Regions from separate parts of the Mus musculus genome. Here regions 1 and 2 are each linked to region 3. A link is a contact called in public HiChIP or PLAC-seq and promoter capture Hi-C data. All regions are on one chromosome and are shown on one strand. Each heading gives the region's core, a stretch centred on a gene start, on an enhancer-like site or on the middle of the called end of the contact. The rest is flanking DNA. Distances are from core to core; before and after follow the strand shown. Region 1 holds the start of Psmd2 (proteasome (prosome, macropain) 26S subunit, non-ATPase, 2). Region 2 holds the start of Chrd (chordin). Region 3 holds the start of Septin5 (septin 5).

Region 1 (4,222 bases), core at 937-3,436, 2.0 Mb before region 3:
ATACACATACATACATACATACAGGTACGGAGGCAAAACATTCATCCACATAAATACAAAACTGAATTTTAATTTTATTAAAAAAATATTACTTTTATCTACTATTATTTATTTATAATTTAAATATTCTACCTAAATAACTATAAATTAAATGATCTAGAAAGATCACTGTAACTGCAGTATGATAGGCAGATGATGTGGGAGTCAAGGACAAAAGCAAGCCAATTAGGAGGCTACTCAAAATACACTGCAAAGTAAAGACTTCTGGGTCACAGTTGCACCAACAGGACAAATGTGACTCAACTGAGGGTTTTTAAGACATAAAAGGGGCTCACAACCATCCGTAATGAGATCTGACGCCCTCTTCTGGTGCATCTGGAGACAGCTACAGTGTACTTAGATATAATAATAAATAAATCTTAAAAAAAAAAGACATAAAAGGGATGAATGTACATGGGACAGAAGAGAGAGAAGGGACATTAAATATAAGCCTTAGAAAGCCAGGCATACTGGCTTATGCCTCTAACCCCAGCACTCCAGATAGAGGCAGGAGGAGGAGGAAGGTCATAAAATAAAGTTCCGTCTAGGCCACACAGCCGAGTTTGAGGTCAGCTAGAGGGGCTGGAGAAAAGGATCAACACTTAGGAGGACTTCCTGCACGCTCATGAAGATCAGAGTTCAAATCCCAGCACCTATTAAGACATCCCAAAAACCTCCAAAAACCAAAATCAAAAAGACATCCCAAAACCAACTATAAAGACCGAGGGTCTTTAGGCATGCATAGGCGTGACACTTATGCATATGCACATGCATACAAGCACATGCATTCAGGCACACACATATATGCACACACTATAAAAATTTTAAATTAAGTCAGAAACACATCGTGCTAAGAAAATCTTAAGATATAATGAAGCAGAAACTTCTAAGGAGCTGAGAAGCATTCTCAGGCTTTCCACTGGAGAATCAGTCTCACTGTGATGAACTTTCCAGCTAGATGGGGTCCACTAGGCTTTCAGTGACTTAGCATTAAAAAAGGAATTATTCAACTGGACAGGTCCCAGCCATATTCTGAATTACCTTATTCTCCCCAGGGGCCATGTTCTCATAGATTTCCTTCAATTTGCCATAGTGTGGACGCAGAAATTTGAGAGGCTTGGGTACTGAAGTCATGGAAGTTGTAGAAGAACGAATTTGTCTTCTCAGTTCCTCCAGAGCTGGTCGATATAGAGATGTATCTTTCTCCTAATAGGGGATGTTAATGCTCAGACCAAAAGGAGTCACATTTCTCCACATCACGACCCATACATACTTAACCAATGCTTTGGTCAAAGACATAACTGGCTCCTATTTCATGATGCCTCAACCCCTGTAAATGACCTGAGACCCATGACCCCATTTAAATACCCTTTGTAACTCTTCCCTCAAATTATCGTAATATCTAATATGTGGTATCTAATTGTTGCCTCAAAATGAAATAGAGTAAACAAATGAGAAACATCAACTATACTCCCCCTGTAGTAACATCTTGACTCACCCCGAGTCGCTCCACGAGCATCTCCAGTTCATCTTGAAGCTGTTTGTCCTCCTCAGACTGGAGGGTTAGGGGAAGAAGCTCATCAAAAGTGGGGACCCGAATCACATTCTCCTCCCACTTACCCCGGGACAGGTGAAGAGTGTGAATGTCTATGGACAAGAAGAGGGCGTGGGATAGGGAAGCAGCCCTATAGGAAAGGCTGTCTACCTTAGGAACCAGGCAGACTCTGCTTGGAAGCCATTCTAGGAAATAACCAAAGAACCGCGATGTGATGGTGAGGGCCTCAGGGAGTGACAGTGCGTAATGGGGCGGGCAGGGTATAAAGAAAGGGTCGCCCCATCCTGAGTCTCCCCGGTGCGGTGGGCAGTACGGAGTCGGGCCCGAGGCCTTCGAGCCAGCAGTGACTCAGCCCAAGGCCTCCTCCTCGGGCTCCCCAGGCTGCGCCTCACCAGCTCCTGCTCTTTGTCTTTTTCCCCGGCATCCCTTCGCTCCTTGCCACTCGACTTCTCGTCCGCGCCGCTGGGGGTTGTCGCGGAGGGCTGTTGGGACTGCACGGGTGTCTTGTCTCGTCCACCCTCCTCCATCTCCGCCACTACTGCCGGCCTGCTGCGCGCGCACCTGCTCGCACCGCCCCTTTTCCCAGAAGGCCACGCGCGTTGTCCTCCAGACCGGAAGCGCCCTGCGGATCCCGAGTCCCGCCCTCTGGAGCAGGACGGGAATTACTGTTCCGGCTTCCAGCCCGAACGGCTACTGTTGAGTTAGGGTGTCTCTGTGCGTGCAAGGGTGGTCTGACTGCAGAGATGCCTAGCTCTCCGATCCTGTAGCTTCACCACAACTGGATGCATGGTACGATGAGAAGGTCATCCTGAAGACAGGACGTCCATACATGTTCATGCTTGCTTTAGTCCTCTGTAGGAGATTTCTATGAGCTCAAAACTCTTCAAGTCTTGACCGAGTCTGTGTGACTTCGGTGTAATTATGCCACTACTACTGTGGAATAGTAACCGCAAACCATTTCCCCCAAAGTGAAGATGAAATTTACTTATTTATTATCCCAGGTTAGCCTCGAACTTACTTTCTAGCAGAGAATAACTTCATTACAGACATGAGCTGCTGATGCGTGTAGATCTTGGATTCTAGGCATAACCATCCATTTCCACTGCCAATGACTTCTTCAGCCTTTGGAGAGAGATTGAACAGCCCATTGCTGCTCTGCCTGTTCTATAGCCGTATAGTCCTCTGTAGGAAATGTCTACCGGTTTCTGTTTCTATGACTTCTATCACAGATAAGAATACATACATACGTACATACATGCATACATATATCAGGCACATACCATATGTATGGTATATAAATATTTAGTATGTATATTTCATGTATACATATGTGTGTATATGTATATATGTGTGTATATGTATATATATATATATATATAATCAACAGTCACATACCAATTAGTATGTTGGAGATGAATTGGAAATTGTGCCCTAAAAGGTTTATCAAGAAGCTGATGAGTCCAGATGAAGAGGATATGAAAAGCTGTTGGGATATATTTCAAGTTATTTTGTAGGAATACATTGTTTTGAAATAAAAACTTGGAAAAATGTGGGAAACTCAAACTTTCAAAACATGATATTAGAAACAAATCCTGCCATGCACCAGCAGTGTGGTTTTGGTAAGCTACCTAAATTAAGTCTGTTTTCTGCCTATGTGAAGTACAAAAAGTTTCTCTTGTAAGAACACTTAAAGAATGAAATGAGCTGGGCAGTGGTGGCGCACACCTATAATCCCAGCACTTGGGAGGCAGAGGCAGGCAGATTTCTGAGTCCAGCCTGGTCTACAGAGTGAGTTCCAGGACACAGAAAAACCCTGTCTCAAAAAAAAACAAAAAAAAAAAAAAAAGAAAAGAAAGAAAGACAGACAGAAAGAAAGAAATGAGCCAGGCATCGTGGCCCATACTTTCAATCCCAATATTTGGGATTAAATAAGGAGGCAAAGGCAGGTGGATCTCTGTGTGTTCAAGGCTAGCCTGGTCTACAGAGTGAGTTCTAAGCAAGCCAGGAACTACACAATGAGACCCTGTTGAAAGTTTTAATAGTGTCTAACTTTTTACACCACTTGGGGTGATAATGCTCCCCTCAAGAGCCAACGACTAACACAATCTCAGGGCCAGGCATAGAAAACCTTCCTCAGAGTTGTTGGTCAGGAGGGTCCGAGAGACTCCTAAAACAATATAAGCTATTGCTGTTGTCCTTGGTTGCCTACCAGAACTTGAAGGTAAGGCTTTGTTGCTAAGGAATTGAGTGGAACTGACCTGGAGGCCTCTTCCCTGAGGTCTGGCTCTCACAATGTCTTAAGGCGCTCTGTAAGCTGCCAAAGAGAAGAGCAATCAATAGTCCTAGCCAGCTGTAAATCGTATAAATCAGAATGACCAGCTCAGTGTAACACTCCCAAAGCTGCAACAACGTCACTTTATTTTGAGGGTAACCAACAACCACCTAATTGGACTTGAGTCCTGCTCAGCAGGAGGGAATTCCTGCTAAGTACTATAAATCTAGCCAACTAAGATTGCCATTAAAGCTACATAATGATATTGGGTCAGTCGCTATTTTTTGTATGTGATATTTTCCCAAAAGACAAGTGTTTTGTGGAGATTTTTACTGTTAACTTTAGAAATGACAGCA
Region 2 (4,179 bases), core at 1,663-4,162, 2.1 Mb before region 3:
GACTGCAGGGGACAAGACAGGTGGCAGCAGGCTTGCCCACACCCAGACACCCAAGACCCCCATATGTATTTTGGGCTCTTCCTCAGCACACGTTTGTGCCTCTGAGTTATGTGTACCCACAGTGCCAAGCCCCACCCTTCCTCACCATCACAGCTCTGCCTGGTGGTGATGTATCCACTGATGCGTAGCTCTGGCCCACCCGCCTTCTCTAGGACCATCTGCAGCTCCCCCAGCTCCAACCAGTCCATCTCTTGGTCTGTAAGGCTGGGCAGCACCTCAGCAAAACCTGGCTCCTGTGAACAGAGCAGAGTGGGGTGGGCAACAGCAAGAGGTCAGAGTAAACCTCGGCAAGACACAGGCCTTCCTTTCCCTTACCTGAGCGGAGGTGTTGGCCTGGAGCTCCCGAAGTAGCTGTCCCTGGTGGAGAATCTGAAGCTTCAAGGGAGCCTGAGCTAGTCCTGCAAGCACTGCACATGTGAGCATTTCTGAAAGGTGAGCACCCGCCCTACGCCCTCACATACATCTTCCCCATCACTCACCTCCCAGCAGACCCCGGAAGAGCAGCAAAAAATGCAAGGAATCTTCTGTGTCACTGAGGGTGAGCAGGGCTATGCCCCCCACACCCCGCTGCAGTGGGTCTTCCAGGGTCAGGATGGCACTGAAGGTCTCTGGGGAGTGTTAGACCATGACAGCCATAAGAAAATCCTCTCTTCAGTCCACCCACCCTTGGGTTATTGAAGGCTCAGCTCTTGACATCTGAGAACTGCTCACTCCCCTTACCTGCAGCGAGAGCACCCTGCCAAATGAGAGGCCCCCAGACTTCTCCTGAAGGGTGAGTGGATGTCACAAGGGCTACCCGAAGCTGCTCTGCCCTCAGGAGCCTCACAGACAGCCGAGGCACTGCCCGCCACACCCCACAGACCTTGAGAGAAGAGGGAAGAATGCCTACTGTAATTATGCAGGACAAGCCACCTAAAAGACCCAGGTCTAATGAGGAAGGAGCATGGAAGGGAGACCCCAGACCCTCTTAAGAAGGACCCATGAGCCTTGATTTTAAGTCCTGGCTTACCACTTACTAGCCAAATGACCTTGAACAAATCACATTCTGCTATTCTGAGCCTCAGTTCCCTCCTCTGTAAAATGGGCATCATAATGTCAGGGCCTTTCTCCCACTGGGCTGTTGTGAGAACCAAAGGAGGCAATGCAAAGCATGCTCTCAGCAAGTGCCGATTTTGGATAAGCACTCTTAAATGGCATCATCTCACCAGGCCATCCTGGGTGGGGGTTGCAGGGTGTTCAAACAGGATGTTGCCTGTGGGATCTGTGAAACGAACCCTGCTGGGACGGTCCAGCCTGTGAAGAGAGGTCCAGTGAGACTGGATCTATAGCCTACAGGCTCCTCTTTATTGCCCCCTTTACTACTCCTAGTCCTTGCCCTTTTCCCGGTCTCACCGCTGGTAGGAGACAGAGAAGCGTAAACTTGAGCGCAGCAAAGAGACTCGAGCACGAGCTACCGCCTGCGACCTCGGTCCTGTCAGCAGCGCCACAAAGTCTTCGAGAAGAGAAGATGGCCTGAGCACTGTCAAGCCTTGCCGCGGGACTCAAACTTCATCAGGCCCACCTCCACCCCAGCCTACCTGTGTGGCCATCAGCACGGGTCCGCTCCCCAACGCCGGGTTCCCCTCGATCACTGTAACTGCGATGCTCTGGATCCCTTGGATACTCGAAGACCAGGCCAGCGGGCTGTGGATCTAGATTGCTGCGCTCTGCATCCGGGGTAAGGAATAAGACGGCTGGCTTCAGAAAGGTACCAGGAGGACCAGTCCTCCTCCGCGATGCAAGTCGTACAGGACCTAGTGTAGAGCCTTCCACCCTCCTAACTCCGGGCACAGCGGGCCTCACCCTGCGGGCAGGTCTGGCAGCAGTGTCCTGGCAGCTGGCGCGGCTGCCTGCAGGCCAGGGTGGGGCACTGAGGTTTGATGTTCTTGCAGCTGACCCTGCCAGGACCCCTCCCACGGCGAGCCCACTGAGGCTGATGGCAGAGAACATAGGAAAATTAAGGGAATGAAACCATCAGACCCCAGGGCTGCAGACAGTCAATTCTGCTATTTACAAGTTACATGGCCCGTCCAAAGTTTCTTAACTTCTCTGAGCCTCGGCGTCCCTGTCTGCAAAGTAGAACTAATAATGTCATTTATCTAGCAATACTGTAACGGGAGGGGGGAAGTTGGCTAAAAGCCAGTCACATTGTGGGCGATCAATAACTGTCAACACCGCAGACTTGAAAGCGGTTTCCTCCGATTTGCGGACCAGCCTTCCCCTGAGCATCTCCGAGTCTACTACTTAGGACACCAGCGTTCCGCTACCCTCTAGAGTAGGGCAGGCAGCTGCGTTATCCACTCACCGCTTCACAGGCGCACAGCACGCAGCGCATCACCCCAAAAGGCTCCCCCAGGTCCGGGTGCCACGTCTCGTCCAAGGCATAGACCTTCCCGCCGAAGGAGCAGCCTGCGGGGACGGGCTTGGCTGGCGGCCGCTGTCCGGTTGCTCGTGCCGTAATGCCTGCTCCGGGCTCTGCCCGCCAGGCCCATGGTCCCTTGGCACCGTGCACCTCGCCGCCTCTGCTTTCCCCTCCCACCCTCCCGCTGCGCGAAGCCACCTGCGCCCGGGGCCCTCTCCCTGTGGATGTAGACTTGCCAGGAGTCAGACTCCCCTCCCGCACCTCCCCCTGGAGCCCACCTACCTGCCGCTCCCCGGACAGGCAGCGGCTCCTTCTCGGAACGGATGGGCAGTGCTGGGGGCTCAGGGCCAGTGCCACTGGCCGGCCGCGAGCCGAGCAGCAGCAGCCCGAGGAGCAGCCGCGGGGCCGGCGGGGCCGGGAGGCTCGGCATGACGCGGAGCAGACAGCTGGGGAGGCGGGCGGGAGGAGGGAGCAGGAGAGGGAGTAGGGCCGGACCGGAGGCGGGCCGGCAGGAGGGGGCCGGGGCCAGGAGGGGGGCAGTGGCGAGGGGCTCGTCTCACAGTCGCCTGGTCGGCTCCCGGCCGGGCGGGGCGGGAGAGAGCGGGCGGAGGGGCGCTGACCCGGGCCGTACTCCACTTTAGTGCCCTAGGCGCCGGCTCTGGCCCGTTTTATGCCCGCGCCAGGCGTCCGGGCCCGGGGCCTCCTCTTCAGCAAACGGGGCGCGGCGGCGGCTCCACAAGGAGCCCGGCTGAGCCCGGGGGGTCCGGCCCAGCAGCAGCGGCCGGATCGCGAGTGGGGGAGGGGGACAGGCTGGGACCCGGCAGGGGAGGAGGGAGGGACTGGAGGAGGGGGGAGCGGAGTGGGTAGGGGGAAGGGAGGAACTAGGGGGCGCAAAGAGGGAGAGGAGAGGCGGGCCTCGACACCCCCACACACGCTCCTTGCGACCACCCCTGGAGGTGGTGTCCACCCCAAGACCAGAGGCTCAGGCTAGTGAAGGGCAGAGGCTGAGCCTCGGGCCTGTGGCACTCTTGAACGAGATGGGCCGCTGGAGGATGAGGACTTGTCTTTGAAAATGACACCGATCCACCCCTACCTAGGACCCACAGCACCCCCTTCCTTTCACTCTGGCTGTATTCCTATTTCCCTTCTAAGGTCTCTCCTCTTTCTTCACTTCCCAGGGACAGGAACCTAGCCTGTGCTTCCCAGAATCAAGCAGTGCTTCCCTGAGTGGAGTCATAATTCACCAGCACCCCAACCTGCTCTCAAGTCCATCCAACTACCACCTCTGGCTCTCTCATGCTTTTCCTTCATCCAAGAGATGACCCTCTTCCTCTCCAGCTCAGTCCCCACCTCCTTTGTCCTGCTTTTCTAGACAAGCCTCCCCATCCTACACACACACACACACACACACACACACACACACACACACACACACGCGCGCGCGCGCGCGCGCGCGCGCGCACCGTTCTTCCCACTATCCCAGCACTAGGCTTCCTAATCTTAGAAGGCATCTCTTATTCAACTGGAGAATTCCGGGATCCAGGCCATACGCCTCAGTAGATAGCCCATCCTCTCTGAGGCGCAGAGAAAGCCTGAGGAAGACAAGGGAGAGAGGACAGGGTCAGGCCACAAGGTCCCTGAGGACAGAGACTGTGGGGAGACAGGGACTGGGGAGAAAGCACAGGAGCTAGAGCCAGGGCCAAAGGAAGAGAGGAGCC
Region 3 (4,309 bases), core at 1,436-3,935:
GCTGTCCTGTGCTTAGGCACAAAACCTGGGCATTACAGCTTGAGCCAGGCCTGTTCTGAGGTAGTTATGGGGTGGGGGAGCTGTAGAAGGTTTTGCAAAGGGAGGTCTCACCTGCTGCACACAGTTTGACCTTAGCCCTCAACCTCCGAAGTGAACGGCAGTAACAGTAAACATTCTAGAATTTTCTTACCATTGGCCCCAGTTGCTCCCATCTCTCTGTCACCCAGAACAAACTTCCCCACCTCTAAACCTCAGCATCTTCATTAACTGCCTCACCGTGTCTAGTCACTATGGTTTGCACCAATGCTATCTCCCAAAGAGTGCTCTGCTTACCCAACTGGCATTACGGTGCCAGGGAAAAGTCAGCTCCCCCTGCCGTCTGTGCTGAGGGGAGACACAGCATGATTTAACAAAAAGAGAAGGGTTTGGGTTGGTTGTTTTTTTTTTTTTTTTTTTTTTCTGAAAAGTGAGCTATTTGTAGCCCCAGTTGCTTGAACAGATTTTTCTTGACATAGCTTATTTTTTTCACTCATTAACTTCTTTTCCTTATGAATTAAAAAAAAAAAGTAGCATTTCCCCCACGCAGAAGTCTTCTGTTTACTTCTCTTTGTACTACAGCCAGCTCTAGGACAGAAAAGCAAAGCAAGTGCCGCTGGAAGCCATAACGTCTTCAACAGGTAAACGCAGGTGTGCAAGTCCCCACCCTGCCACTCCTGCTGCCTCTCTGACCCTTGAGAGAGCCCATCAGAGACTGCTGTCTGTGCTTTCCCATGGGCAAAAGCCATACAGGAGTTTTGTTTAGACCTCAGCCCCTGGCTATTCCGGCCAGAGTCTATGACCTTTGTGACACTCACACTGTACACAAGGCAGACCTGGGGACGGGTCCTGCAAATCTGATAATGCCTTCATGGCCCATTTTCCTGACCTCAGCAATGTCCCCTGTGCATACAGTGTCTGTTGAGTCACAATTATTATTACTCCTCAGTACAGCATGGCAACCTCTTTCCTCTGTGAGCGACTTGAAGCCACCCCAGGACTCACAGTCATAGGTGACTAGAGTCCCAGGACAAGGGAGCAGATCCCAGCTCTCCCATAGGACTGAACAACTCAAGCTCCCCACAGATGTTTTCACATGTGGTACCAAGCCAGGTTGCCCCTAACTGCACCCTTCAAAGTCTATCTCTCAGGCCTCGGTGACACCCGCCCATTCACCTCCCACTGAGCATCTGACCAGCTGCACGTCTCCACAGCCGTTTTACCCAAGTCGAGGGCTCATCAGAATTGTTTTATAATTTATTCCTCTTCTATACACAAGCTTCTTTCCCCTCTCCTACACTTCCCTCCGGGCCAAGGCAGCCAAGCACAACCCCCTAACTAGAGGAGACCAGGAGTGTCCCTCCCATCAGTGCCCCAGGGAAGATACTTCCTTTTCCCCCCACTTTGTTTCTGCCGTTGGAGTGACAGTAACAGTCAGCTCAGGCTTAATGTCCTAGCTTTCCTTCGTGGGTTTCTCCAGACTCAGAACTGGCAAGCTCAGAAGTCCTGACATTGTGTTTCTGTCCCTGCCTCAGACTGCACATATTCCTCTAACAGAGTTCCAAATTCCCCCAAGAACGCCATGAAAAAAGTCACTGGTGAAGCCAAACCTAAGAGATGTGTAGACACTTTTACTTCTACATTGTTTTATACACAAAATGATTAGCACTTGATCACGTGTGAGTGCCCTCTCTAGATCCCAAAGATGCACCACAGTGTGTCATATGCCCCATCTGATCCTTAGGCTGTAGAAGAAAGATTTGGACAATGGAACATCCCTACCCTGGTCACAGACTCTCTGGTGAGGTTTAAGCCACCACCTGGGATGTGACAGTAACACAGAAGTTATTCACACCGTGGGTCACTTAGTCCTATCAACTTTTTGAAGATTCAGAGTCACAGCATCTTCATGCATAAATGTGGCTCTGAGCATGGACTTGTCTTTATGTGTCCCTCAGCCCCCTTCAACCCCTCTCCAGGGGGGTAGCTGGGGAGAGCACAGATCACAGAAAACCGGGACCAGAGCTGGAGCAAGGAGGGCTAAGGTGGCCTTCGGATTGTGTCCTTCTAGCCATACACCTCAAGTACTCCCATCTTACAACCACACCCTGCCTGCCGTGTGCTTTCCATCTTGCCCAGGCGTTTGTGTGTGTCCAGTGTAGAATGCCTAGCACCCAGCAGACTGCAGGAGAGCTCGGGTTCTGGACTTGTGCTCAATGTACCAAGGGTAGGGCTCCAGGTCTGCCCCTTCCAAATGCTTCTTGATGGGGTGAAAAAGGGGTCTTTATATCACCTGAACTCATTCATCGGCTGCATGAAGCACAGTCCTGGGACATGCTTTATAGAATGGCCACTCGATGGAAGGTCAGAGGCCCAGGAACCAACCGGCTTCCAGCGACAGCCAAGGGAGAACAGAGTCTAGGCCTGGGCTAGATGACAGGAAGGGGAGGGGGCGTTCCGGACGAAGCCGTGGGAATAGCCCGGCTGCACTCGCGCGGCCGGGAGAACCAAAGGCCTGGGGGGAACCACAGCGGGACGCCTCAGTCCCCGCCCCCACCGGCCTCTCCGGGTCGCGCGTGGGCGCGGCGGGCGCCGATTGGCTGGCGGGCGCGCGGGCGGGGCGGGTGGTGGCGGCGCGGAGGGGCGGGTCACCCCTCAGCCGGCCTCGGCCTCCACCGCTGGTCGCCGCGCCCCGCCCGCGCGCCCGCCGCCACACGTCCCCCGCCGGCGGCCACCATGAGCACAGGACTGCGGTACAAAAGCAAGCTGGCGACCCCAGGTGAGCCCAGAGCCTGTCCGCGTGCCCGCGCTCCTTTGTCCCCGCCGCCCGCCCGCCTCTCACCGTCTGTCTCCGTCTCTCCCCTGCCCGCCGGCCCGGACCCTCCCGGACCCGCCCGGACCCGGATCACGACCCGGACCATGCAGAGGACAAACAGGTACTGGCGTTGCGCCGCTCGGCCGGTGGTGAGATCGGACCGGCTGTCACCCATTGTGGCACCGATGCTGGTGGCGCCCAGGCGTGACCCCGCCCCCGCCGGCCGTCACCCAGTCCTTTGGCGTTAATCGATTGTCTGTAGGGGCAGCGCCGCTGCTCCTGGGGCTACGGAGGGGAAGTGTAGGCACTGCGCTTGGTTCCCTGACCTGTATAGCAGCGGCCTAGGCACCTCCCCAGAAAGGGAGGCTGGGATAAGGGCCTCTCTCCTCTAGTCCAGGGCCAGCATCCCCTTTTTAACCTGACCGGAAGGCCTCGTGCTGGGGGTCCTGGGTGAGGCTGTAGTTATGACAGGCCAGGAATGGGGGGGGGGGCCCACCAGTCTCCTGAGCAATACCATGGGGCCTCTGCTTCATGCCCATGCACCTTTGGGTGTCTCTCTTCTGTGCCTAAATTTATGCTCACTAGTCTTTGGCAGAGCATCTTCCAAGACCTGGAACTTGCAAGGCTCCCCATCTGAGTCATCCTAGCACTAGCCCTCCAAACCTTGAGTACAGCCAGGCTGTGGCCTTCCAGAGGGGGGCTAGCCTGATTTCCCCACCCCAGGGAAAGTACCAGCCTACCGGGTAACCTGTGAAAATCCAAAGGAGCTGAGGGTTGTGAAACCAGAGTGCTGTGGAAGTGGGTGACCAAAGGGATGTCCTCTGTGGCTTGAGCTAGGCCCTGTTTGAAGATGGGGTGGGGGAGGCCCAATTCTGACACCAGAAGGCTTCAGCAAGCCTTGCTGGGGATGGGTGTTCTCGCCTAGCATTGGACTCCAGAGTACTAGACCAGAGTACATCATCAGACAGAGCAAAAGCAGCTGGCAGATGGGGTGAGCCGGAGAGTCACAGTCTCCTGGCAGGGACATGCCCCGCCCAAGGCTGATGAGACTCACTGGGAGGGGCTCCCCCAGGAGAACTGCCTCCCCATCCCAGTAAGCCAGACAAAGCCCGATGGGGACACATGCTATTGTGTAAGGGAGAGGGGGGCCAGAGGCTAGGAAGGCAAGGACCTAGGCTTCTCCTGGGCCTCTGGAAGGTCTTCCAAGTCACCTGGCTGGGGTACTTGCTGCTTAGCACCATCCATGTTCTCCTGTCTGTTGCTGCTAGGATGGAGACCCCTCCCCCTTCCTGATGGAGTATGAGTCCTTCAGGCCTGCATCTGCCCATCCTCTGGTTAGCTAGGAGCCAGCCTTATGCCACTCCCTATCCCCAGGCCTGAAGGAAGAGAGCGCTGGGTGAAGGCAGATGGAGTGAGCCCCAGAACAGTGCTGGAGCTCTGGTGTCCGAGCTGGGACCT

The links. Promoter capture Hi-C pulls out the DNA fragments that hold promoters and counts their contacts. HiChIP or PLAC-seq counts read pairs in DNA pulled down with a chosen protein or histone mark.
Region 1: a contact with region 3 is called in an H3K27ac HiChIP or PLAC-seq map of large pre-B cells, with 26 times the contacts expected there. The contact joins the promoter of Psmd2 here to the promoter of Septin5 in region 3. A contact is called at or near these places in 2 of 39 promoter capture datasets (hippocampal neurons and pre-B cells) and 2 of 115 datasets of contacts at active chromatin or transcription factors (astrocytes and large pre-B cells).
Region 2: a contact with region 3 is called in a promoter capture Hi-C map of hippocampal neurons, with 11 times the contacts expected there. The contact joins the promoter of Chrd here to the promoter of Septin5 in region 3. A contact is called at or near these places in 2 of 39 promoter capture datasets (embryonic stem cells and hippocampal neurons).

Annotation. Positions count from the first base shown.
Region 1 is chr16:20,649,616-20,653,837 of GRCm38.p6, reverse strand. Psmd2 (proteasome (prosome, macropain) 26S subunit, non-ATPase, 2) reads right to left here and starts at 2,186. Exons shown (of 21, transcript NM_134101.2): 1 at 1,987-2,186; 2 at 1,538-1,594; 3 at 1,081-1,245. The coding sequence starts at 2,121.
Region 2 is chr16:20,731,860-20,736,038 of GRCm38.p6, reverse strand. Chrd (chordin) reads right to left here and starts at 2,912. Exons shown (of 23, transcript NM_009893.2): 1 at 2,744-2,912; 2 at 2,405-2,508; 3 at 1,903-2,032; 4 at 1,638-1,766; 5 at 1,453-1,552; 6 at 1,266-1,353; 7 at 781-922; 8 at 540-668; 9 at 376-458; 10 at 146-293; 11 at 1-2. The coding sequence starts at 2,891. It also overlaps a transcript of Thpo not described here.
Region 3 is chr16:18,628,314-18,632,622 of GRCm38.p6, reverse strand. Septin5 (septin 5) reads left to right here and starts at 2,685. Exons shown (of 12, transcript NM_213614.2): 1 at 2,685-2,815; 2 at 2,962-2,972. The coding sequence starts at 2,773.